Regions from separate parts of the Mus musculus genome. Here region 1 is linked to region 2. The links are chromatin contacts, called in public HiChIP or PLAC-seq maps. All regions are on one chromosome and are shown on one strand. The core of a region is the stretch at or near the end of the contact, and the rest is flanking DNA. Distances in the headings are between cores, read along the strand shown. Region 1 has its middle 780 kb from the start of Gm30774. Region 2 overlaps Agbl1 (ATP/GTP binding protein-like 1).

Region 1 (5,379 bases), core at 2,312-4,811, 740 kb after region 2:
GTGACTCAGATCATAAGTTCAATCACCAGAAGCCACATTAAAAGTTCCAGGTGCTGTGATACATGCTGGCCAGGTAACCTGACCTATGTGACTACTTCCAGGCCACACAGAGGGTCTATCTCAAAATCAAGGTGCATGGCATCAAAGAAATAACAACTGAGATTGTCTTCTGCCATGTCTGCCATGTACACACATATGCACATGTGCATAGCACCTGTGCACATATGTGAACCCTCTTGGCACATACAGAGAGAGAGGAGGAGAGGGAGAGGGATTTGGAGAAGGTGTTAGAGAGGAAAGAAGAAGAAGAGAGGATGAGAAGAGAGGGAAAGAATGAAGAGGGAAGGAAAGAAGAGAGAGTGGGTAAGCCAGGGAGGGAGAGAGTTTTCTGTTCAGAATATCTCTCTGGTGTTAATTGCTTGATTAAAGCCAACAGTCCAGTTCTTTCACTTTCTAAGAGGGAATGGTGTATTAGTGTGTTAGCAAAGAACTGTTCAGACAGTGCATAATTCAAAGCTGGCTAAAATTCCTTGCAGTCCCTTCATGGCAATGTGGATTTTCCTGGAATTGGGGGCCAGGCAATGGTTAGGAAAGAATCCCCCAGAATAAATCAAGTCATGAGACTTAGGAGGCAAACAATGAGGTCACATGCAGTCAGCCCCAGGAGGCAGGGAAGGGACTGTTTCTTGTGGTTCAGTCCTGAGTGTTGTATTTATTTTTCAAAAATCACTTTATAGTGACATCAACTATAGCCTGCTCCACATTCCACCACTGTTTTCTGCATAATAGCCCATTATGAAGGCATTGCTGAAGGCAGAAATTAACCTTTTAGAGAAATTTCGTTCCATTAAGACTAGGTGCATGAATCCAGACTGATTTTCTTTCTGATGGGAAGATGTCTTAGCCAGCATTTAAAGGCCTGTGTAGGAGGGCCTTCCCAGTGGAGACAGAATTGTTAGTCAGCTACGGTCTCCATGGTGATTTTTTTAAAGGCTAAGTTTGAATCAGACTTCTAAATATTGAAGTATAATTTGTGAATGCACAATTGAATGAATAATAATAGAATTACCAATGATATAGCATTACCTTTAATTCTGCCATTTGAGATTTTGACAGGAACTAGTCTGCAAATGACCTTCAAGCTGGCCTTGAAATGTGGCCTTAACAGTGTTCCCTCCTTGGTTATCGTGTGTGATTTCTCTCTGTCACTTTTGGTGTGTCTGCTTTATTTTCATAGATCTTTGCCCCCTTTTCCTGAATCCTTTCTCAAGCCATCTCCCTAGTGTCTCATGAAAGTCCTAAAGAAATGGGAGTCAGGTATGGGCGCACGTCTTTAATCTTAGCACTCGGGAGGCAGAGGCAGGTAGATTTCTGAGTTAGAGGCCAGCCTGGTCTACAAAGTGAGTTCCAGGTCAACCAGGAATATACAGAGAAACCCTGCCTCAAAAAAAAAAAAAAAAAAAAGGAAAAAAAACGAAAAAGAAAGAAAGGAATGGGCTCGACTTCCTTGGACACTGATGATCGGGTTTGCAGATAGAACTCAGGCTTCATAGTTTGAAAAAAACTGCCATCTTACCTAAGTTCTTGGACATTCTTTTTTTCTTTTCATTTCACTATTCAACAAATGAGATGTCTTCCCCTGCGTCTCTCATTATATAGTTTGACTAGGAATGTCACTTAGGAGAACAAAGTGAAGACACCACCAGGCATCACTTCATGTTCTGGATTTATAACAGAGTCCTAAGATAGCCTGGAGGACTTTGACCCTTCTTGCACTTTGTGCTTAAAATTCATAATTGCAATAAGCAGCTAGATGCAGATCCACCCTTGGGGCCGGGAAAAGGTACCTCCCTTCTCTGAGGAAAGCTATTTGGCAGGCTGAGAGTGTCCAGAGCCTGGTCTGTCACAGGACATACTTGGATTTCAGCTTCTCCAGTCCTTATGCTCCAGCTCAAAGTATTTAAAACCCTGTTAGCAGGAGAAGGTGGCACGGCTCCCACGATGTACAGGGATCACCCAACTGATAGACCAAAGGAGCAGCCTAGGAGGAACATGAAAGAGCTTGGGCTTTTGTTTCTTTCTTTCTATTGTCATGTTTTGTTTTATCATTTCTTTTCTGTTTGCTTGCCATTTTGACTGTTTGATTTTTTTTTTCTTTTTTTAGAATGGTTCCAATATGGCTGTAAACTTGTTAAGTAGTGCAGTCCTTGAGCTGTTGAGGTCCTCTCTCCACCTTCTAAACGCTGAAGTACCACTACTTCTTTTGTGGTCTTGGGGATGACAGTCAAGGATGCCTGCATGCTAGGCATGTGCTCTGCTAACTGACCTGAACCTTCAGGTTTAAAGTTTTGGATTAAATAGAAATTTCATTTCACTTATCATGTTTTGTTTATTTTCTGCTTTATTTCTTGAAACAAAGTTTCATATATCCTAGACTGGACTTCAACTCATCATTTAATTGAAGTTCTGACTTTGAACTGACCCTCCACCCTCAGTGAGTGTAATGAGTGTGAGGTATTACATTCATATAATATATATACATATATATTCATATAGTATATATATATATAGTGTGTGTTAATTACATATATAGGATATGTATATGTGATGAGGAGTGAGGATTCAAATAGTTTCATAAATCAGTCTGTACTCCTTGGAGTCAGTTAACAAAGAAGATTACAACAGCACCTATATTAAAGTATCCAATCTGGGACAAGCAGTATAATGCTGTCAATAATTCTTATTATATGCTATGTCCTGAATAGAGGTGGGGAAATGAGGAAGATTTGTATCTCCATGGACAGCCAAAATAAGTTACACATATATTAACAAGTCCTTTTCTGAAAGCTCTTTTTGGACAAATAGTGACTAGAAGAATAGAGGGCACATCAGCCATTCTGGACAGTTCTCTTGAATAAATCACCTCAAATTTCCCATGCTTGCATGGGACCTTGTTGATTGGGCAACACAGGATTTAAGTTATAAAATGACAGGTATAGCGTAAATAGCCACCAGAGCTTAGCCAACGTCGGATCACCCTATTTTATAATTTTCAGGCAGAACAAGATTTCTTTTTGTCATAGGTGTGCAAATGAGTTCAACTGGTTCCTCTCAAAACTCCTCTCCCTGCCTACTTTTCAAACTTACAGTCTGTCCTTCCAGGAGCCCTTCCTTGTGTCTTCCATGACTCCAGGGATCTTCTAGGAGGTAGTTCTAAAATGCAGATACCATCACCAGAGGAGAGTTGATTGTACACGTGACATTAAAATTAATCATGCACTTGAATCCATTAGCTGAGCTGTAAGGCTGAGAGAAAGAGAGATGGCTGAGGAAAGGCCAGAAGGCTAAGAAGGAGTTCTAAGCCTGAAAGTAAGCTAGCTGTGTGGGAGAAATTTCCACTTTGCCTGCGCAGTGTTGATAGCTCCCCAGGGGCACACTGCCATGCACCACTGCACTTTTGTTTTGTTAAATATGCCTTCCCTCTTCCCTTAAAGACTGGAAGCAGCAACCCATTCAGCAGGTCAGCACAGAGCTCTTTGGCTAGAACCCAAGTCTCTATTTCCCTTGCTCTGTCTGTAGCTCCTTAAACAGAGAGTTTACAGAAACATAGAAACCCCTGTGTTCGTGTTTAGCTGGTGTCAAGTCTGACGTGAAATGAAATCATGTTCTTGTCACACTGTGGGATTGCAAAGAGAGCCACAGGGTGGCAAGAAAGCAGAGGTGTAGAGGCATTGGTTTTGTGTGGGTTTCAAAAGGGCAGTCACGATTAGAAATGTGACTGCAATGTGGCATTTCAGTGTTCCAAATATACTTTCCCTTGGTGACTTCCATGTCAAATTCACTTACTTTACAAATATAAACAAAAGATTACCAGCCACCGCTCTGGGGAGTTCCACAAAAGTCTACAATAGAACAGCAACCAGCCCTGTCCTTTCTAAAGTCTGTAGAGCCCTGACTCCCCCTACCCTCCAGGCAAGGAAGAAAGTGGGAACCAGCTGCACAGGCAGAGAGCTGGGGAAGGGTTAGAATGATGGACAGGTTGTTCAGCTGACACCTGTTTCCTCCTGCCTGTGCCCAGGCTATTACTCTCTATTGTGGCACTTAATTTAGAGTGTCTGAATCATGCCTGAAGGAGCCTAGCCTATCACCTAAAATTTGGAAAGGCAAGAAAGTAGGAAAGTAGTCATCAAATGGCAAAGAGTAATTGCAGGAGTACATGCATGAGTGCACACACACACACACACACACACACACACACACACACTAATATAAAAATGGCGTCACATAGGGAAGCAGAGACAAAGAATCAGCTATTCACATAGAATATGAAAACAAAACAAAACAAAATAGATCAGGGAATCAGAAGGAAACAACCCTCTGCCCAGCATGTCAGGCATTGAACTGGGCTCTGGCAGTGCCAGTTGTCTATGTCCGGTGGCATACTGGCTGAGAGCTGGTATTGTTGAGGAGGCTTCTGATCCCCCTGACATAATACCTGGTTTTAGCAGAGAAGCCAGGGTATGACTTTGGTCCAGTACTTTCCTAACAATGTAGAGGGGCAATGCTAGCCGGATTATTAAAATCTTTCATAAAAAAAAAATCCATTCTTTCAAGAGTCAGATCTTTACACACAAGGATGGTGAATCTTGGTTGTCAGCTTGACAGGATCTGGATTTCAGCCTCTGGGCACACTTGTAAAGGATTTTCTTAATCAGTTTAGTTGAAGTAGGAAGATCCACTCTAAACGTTGGGTGGTGGTACCCAGTATCCATGTCTGGATAAAAGGAAGTGAGAGAAAGAGAACAAAAAGGTTTTCCTTTTGCCTTGTTTGCCTTTGCATTGTGGTGACAAGGTCATCTACTCTGTTGGGGTTTTGCTGCTGCTGCTTCTGAAGCTGCTGTCACCATTCCTTGCTGACAACAGCACCCAGATTCTTCAGCAGTTTTCCTTGGATTGAAGACCAAGGCTCCTCAGGAATCGCTAAGCTTTTAGTGCCTGACTCAGACTGGTGAAACACCTAGACTCATGGACTGAGCAGCTATCTGGGACTCAGCCTTTCCAGGGTGAACACAGTCATTACCGAACCATCCAAGATGCAATGCAAACTAATGTAGAATACACACAAATTTGACTTCTAACCCCCAGCTTTATTTGCTTCTATGGGAAGGCATGCATCATTGGACATCTGCCTATAAGGGGAATGGGCAAAGGCAAAAAAAAAGGCCTCCTTCCTATATTTGATTTTGAATGAAAGGTTAAAAAATGATGCTCATACCTTCATGACTCAAGAGGATATGGCTGTCAAGGTCCTTTTCCTATTCCACGATCCCCTGTCATATATATATATATATATATGGGATATATATATATATATATATA
Region 2 (5,321 bases), core at 942-3,441:
GGAGGTGATGTGTATGTCAGCTTATTTTCTTCCATTTATGGAAGCATTGAGCTACTATGTCATAGTAACAGTCACTTATTTCCAGCACTATAACAGGTTATGAGTCTCTGAAGTAAGCACTGCCTGTTGCAAAGAAAAGGGACACTTCTCTCCAAAACTGAGGCTGATGGTAGCGATGATCTATGGGCATTTAGAAGGCAATTTGAAAGCTGGCTTCCTGGGTCTGACAGGCTCCAGTCCAGCACTCATTGCTTCTTTCTCAGCCACACCTGGCCGCTAAAAGGACCCATCATGGGGAAAAACTCCCACATGTCTACCTCCTCACAAGGTGAAATATTTGGCATGTGCCTCATGAACATGACTTACGTGCCAGGTTGAGGCATGAAGATTTGTCAGAGTCCCTCCAACCTTCAATTTTGCCTTACTTTGTGGGACTTTGCAGAGGCGCTAAAGCTCCAAACTAGTCTTGAGGCCCCTTGGAAGTAATTTCTTTTTTAACTCTTTAGTGAACACAAAGTTGCCAGTGCAGTGAAATGGGCATCGAATAGAACCTGTCACCTAATTCCCTTAGTAACATCTGTCCATCCTCTTTCCATTCTTGGTATTCATGAGGACTTCACTCAGTAATCATCAAGTATCCCTAATGGTGTGTATGAGCCTGTCCACGAGGAACCCTTGTATCACGACATATAAAGTCCTCGTCTCTAGGACGGATGGGCAGATACATTGTTCAGTTACTCCGCTTAGTAGTTAGACTGATCTGTCTGCATCCATGTCTCTGAGCTTCACAAGCATGGCTGTGAGGGACTAGTCCATGCCTTGCTTAAAATTATTTCCAAATTCTAACAGTTCAAAGATAGAATGCTTCCTGGTTATGGAAGCTTCCATTCATTTTTCTAAATTTAATTTTATTTGTAATTCATTTTTTACACTCCATTTTCTATTCCCTGCCCCTCCCCATCCATCCTCTGACTGCTCCACATCCCACACCTCCTCCCCACCCCACCCCATCTCCAGGTGGATGCTCCCAACCCCCACCCCACCTGTCCTCTAAATACCCTGGGGCTTCCAGTCTCTTGAGGGTTAGGTGCTTCATCTCTAAATAAACACAGACCTGGAAGTCCTCTACTGCATGTGTGTAAGGGGTCTCAAATCAGCTGGTGTATGCTGTCTGGTGGTCCAGTGTTTGAAAGATCTCGTGAGGGTCAAGATTCCATTCTTAAAGCCCCCATCTGCACGCATTGTCAAGAATCCCATTTTCTCTGTATCAAGGGTTGGACTGGAATAGTACTCTCTATCTCTTTGACCTCACTCTTTTTTCTTTTTGCTGTCTGATTCTTCCCATGGGTTCCATGCTTGGGGATGCCAGGAGGAGCTCATTAGCAAGGTCTAAAGTGTATTTCTCTCTCCTGTGCCCCATCAGCCATAATGACAAGCAAGTATCTCAACCTCATCTTAGCTTTCCCACTCTTCACGCTAGTGCTGGGGGAAGGTCTACACGTCTTTCTCCCACCGCAACTCCTCCATTACATGAGCGAAGTTCACTGAAGGCAGAAAGTTCAGATGTGGTTCCCTTCAGTAGAGGACTTCCAGGTCTTACCATCCATAGAGGCTACCATGGCCCTCCTTGGAGCTCTTTCAGTATTGAAGTATCTCTGCTCTAGCAGTCATCTAGGTGCATGTTCAAACCCATGCCTGACTCAAGATGAACCATCTTGTATCACCTGGAGGAAGACAACTACCCTGTGATTTCCTCCAAGGCCATTCACCCCTCAGATGCCTTGGCATCAGTTACATGTTTTATTAATCCATAGCAGGGAGCATACAACAGCCACTATTAGCAAGGAGCCACACTACATGGAGGAAAGTAGCTGCACTGCATTGGGACTGTCCCTGAGGATGCCCCACCCTCAGATATATCAGACTCAGTTGCATGTCTTAATGCCAGTAGCACGATCCATTCAACAGCGTCTTTCAGTATTATCTATGGCTCTGTCAAGCAGATGTTGAGTGCCAATTGTGTTATGTGACTTTCCCTGTGGAGACATGAATAAACATATATTCATCACAGAAAAGGGTACTGATGACAAACCAGAGAAAAGATTCTATTTAAGTCTGGCTTAGTGATACAATGGAGGTTATTGTGGTTGCTTTGTAGGAGCATGGTGAAAGGTTAGTTCCTGGGATGTGGGTGACTCAGACAGCTGCATCAAGTGGTCTGAGCAATGACTCATGAAACTTGCAGCCGTTCCCTTCAGAACTTGCAGGTGGTGGCTCCTGCAGATTCTCCTCTATCACTACAGTTACTTACTGTTCTGTAGCCTTGGGAAAGGGTCTTGTGAATAGTGTGAGTTTCAAGAACTTCGAGTCTTATGGGAAAGGGAGAGGGAGTGCTTCAGTCAGAAAGAAAGAGCAACATAGCATAAACATTGACACGGTATTATGAAGTGATCTACACACTTTACCCGAATTTTAACCCCTGGGTCACTGATGCTTTTTCTAGCAAAAGGAAAAAAAAACATTGGCCTATTATTTGAATTTTAATTACATACTGTTCTTAGGTGTCAGATCTTCTTAGTCTTTTTCTGTCGCCATTCCAAGTCTTTTATTTTTTTCTCTTTTTATGATCCTGACATTTGTGAACAATATAGGTCACATGTCTTATAGCATTTACCTCACTATGAGTTTGCTGGCTTTCCTAATGCTTAGATTAAGGTCATGTGATCTGTCAGGAGTACTACAGAAGTGATGCTGTGTCCTTCTCAGGTCATCATATAAGGGGGCTTGTTACAACCCCATGTCCTATTACTACAAATGTTGATTTTTGTATAAATAACACCTGCCAGTTTTATATGCTGAACTGTTATTGCCATTGTAAGTATTATGTAGCAACACAGTGTGGCATTCTCCCGCAACTGTTTCCTGCGGAGCTGTGATTGACACGACCTTTTCCCTTTGTCTCCAGAGTCTAACTGCCGCAGGGCAGTGAATAGAGGCTATGTCAACAGCTTGCTCAGGCTGCATCAGGACTGGCACAGCCGCGATGTGACCAATACCTATGTGACGATCCGCCATGGGCTTCTGCTCTGCCTCAGGCACATTGTCGCCCTCCGCTCTGGCAGGGAGGCCTTCTTGGCAGCCCAAGGCATGGAGACTCTCTTCAGCATTGCACAGGTAGCCAGCATGGGGATTTCCACAGCAGGTGGATGGTTTCTGGGTGATGCTCCAAGACTTGGAGATTGTCCTGAACAGAGCAGGGAAAACGGGAAAACAACTTCAATGTGGTTCTTGTTTCAATATGGCAGGTGTTCTGGATTCAAATCCCTTTTCCTTCACTCATTATTCTCATTCAATCAGTATGTGTTCATTCAATCATTCATTCATTCATTCATTGACTTATTCAATCATTATGTGTTTATTGTCTGCACATTACTAGAAGTGACAAAGAGAATAGTGATTGGATGGGGCTCCAGAATAACAGATCCCAGCCTAAAGCTGTGAAACTTTTAAACCATCATCTTACATTACAAATCATCAACTTGATATTTTTTTTTAAGAAACATATGATCCAGCATGGTGGTGGTGCATGCCTTTAAGCATAGCACTCAGGAGGCAGAGGCAGAGGCAGGCAGGTCTCTGAGTTTGAGGCCAGCTTGATCTACAGAGTAAGTTCCAGGACAGCCAGGGCTACACCAAGAAACCCTGTTTCAAACAATACCAACAACAAAAGAAATAAAAGAAACATAAACATACACACAAACATGAAATGGAATAGAAACACTTAGAATTTTTTGTACACTAAGTTCACATGATTCATGTGTTCAGGCAAATGCATACTGTTTTTTTCTTTTCTTTAAGTAGTTTCTTTGTCTTCTTCTGAGTGTGAGCTGTCACTGGACTAAATGTTACTGGAAATCTGTGAGGAACATGGCCAATTAGACTTCTGATCTCATCCTAGCAAAAGGCAGGCATTAAATAAATGAACCATCCAATGAGAAAGAGTTTTTTAGGTGGTCTGTGAGACCAACAAAGGAAGAGCGACACCTGTAGGTGGAAGGTGAAGATCATTTAGAGATCTAAAGTGGGTGACACCCAAATGTAAATTATTAGACAGCTCATGATACCAAGTTTAGGGGGGGGGGGAAATGTCCCAGGCAAAGGGAATAGTGACTCCCTTGTTTGGCACTTATCTGCACCAAGTGTGGTGTGTAATATAAGGTTATTTGGGTTCCAACTCAAGTAACACACTCCTCAGCTACACTTGACTGGGGCAGATTTAAATACCATCCCGCTGGAGACATGAGTATCCCATGTACCCATCGTCTGCTCACATTCATATGCCTCATGGTCCCTGTTATCTTCCCAGGTGCCGGTCTCTGGTGCCCATTGCTCCTCTCTGGAAACTTTCCAAATTTACTCTCCACAAGTACATGTGGAGGCAATGAAGCAGCCGATGAGAGTGCTGCTGGTCTGCACTCATCGCGTCACTAGACATTTCCTATTCTTTTAAAAATAGCATTCTCCTCTACACACTAACGTGATCCTCCTGTGCTGCAAACCAATATCTAATTTTCTGTCTGCTCTCACCCCTGGTTTTTCTCTGTCATTACTGAGTTCAGAGCTTCTCAGTCATGAACTAGCTGCATTTTTCATTCTGCCTTTTCTGGATCAAGCAGTGCTTTCAGTTTTTCCAGGCTTCCCTGTGCTCTGTAGGCTCACGATCCCCCAAGTCTCTAATCTCACTCAGTCCTTGTGAAATTTCCCCCTTGATAGCTGGTGCCAGGCACTCACATTCCAGGTGGCATGCTCACCCAGTCTGTCCTCTATATTACTGGCTGTTGTTTCTCCATTCTGTACTAAAAATATCTAAAAGGTCAGAAGAGGGAAGAGATGGCGATTCTTACAGTTGCATATTGAAGAGAGGGACACAGTGAAAAAAATATCACAGCAAATGAAGCCCTGGTATGTCAGGGGCTCCCAGTACATATGCAGAGCTTCAGAAGCAGTTCCTTGACTAGTCAGTAATGTCTGGAATCCCGCCATAAAGCAAACAAGCAGGTCCCGGCCTCCAGTTGCTGTTGTAAAAGGGAGCTAAAGGTGAGTGGAGGCAGAGCCTACACTTTATAGTGAGGTTTATCCAATCCATGCTGTAATGTCTGATCGGTATTATATGAAGAAATAGCCTGAGAAGGGTTATGGAACAATGCTGCATAAATTGGCCATGATGTGCTAAGCCTGTTACATGGAAATGTGTGCTTATTGCATGTGTGGAAACTCCCATGAGTTGGACTCCACACATGCACTGATAGCCCCATTTAGCT

The links. HiChIP or PLAC-seq counts read pairs in DNA pulled down with a chosen protein or histone mark.
Region 1: an H3K27ac HiChIP or PLAC-seq map of oligodendrocyte precursor cells shows a contact between it and region 2, with 7 times the contacts expected there. The contact joins two enhancer-like sites.

Annotation. Positions count from the first base shown.
Region 1 is chr7:77,149,115-77,154,493 of GRCm38.p6, forward strand. No RefSeq gene overlaps it. Among named protein-coding and RNA genes, the nearest start is that of Gm30774, 780 kb to the left of the region's middle. Within about 2 kb of position 3,562, at least 11 of the 459 cell types and tissues checked have an H3K27ac peak or open chromatin away from gene starts, as enhancers often do. A contact at or near this core is called in oligodendrocyte precursor cells, where this site is marked.
Region 2 is chr7:76,406,185-76,411,505 of GRCm38.p6, forward strand. Agbl1 (ATP/GTP binding protein-like 1) reads left to right here. Exons shown (of 23, transcript NM_001199224.1): 7 at 2,966-3,174. Among named protein-coding and RNA genes, the nearest start is that of Gm30774, 40 kb to the left of the region's middle. Within about 2 kb of position 2,192, at least 34 of the 459 cell types and tissues checked have an H3K27ac peak or open chromatin away from gene starts, as enhancers often do. A contact at or near this core is called in oligodendrocyte precursor cells, where this site is marked.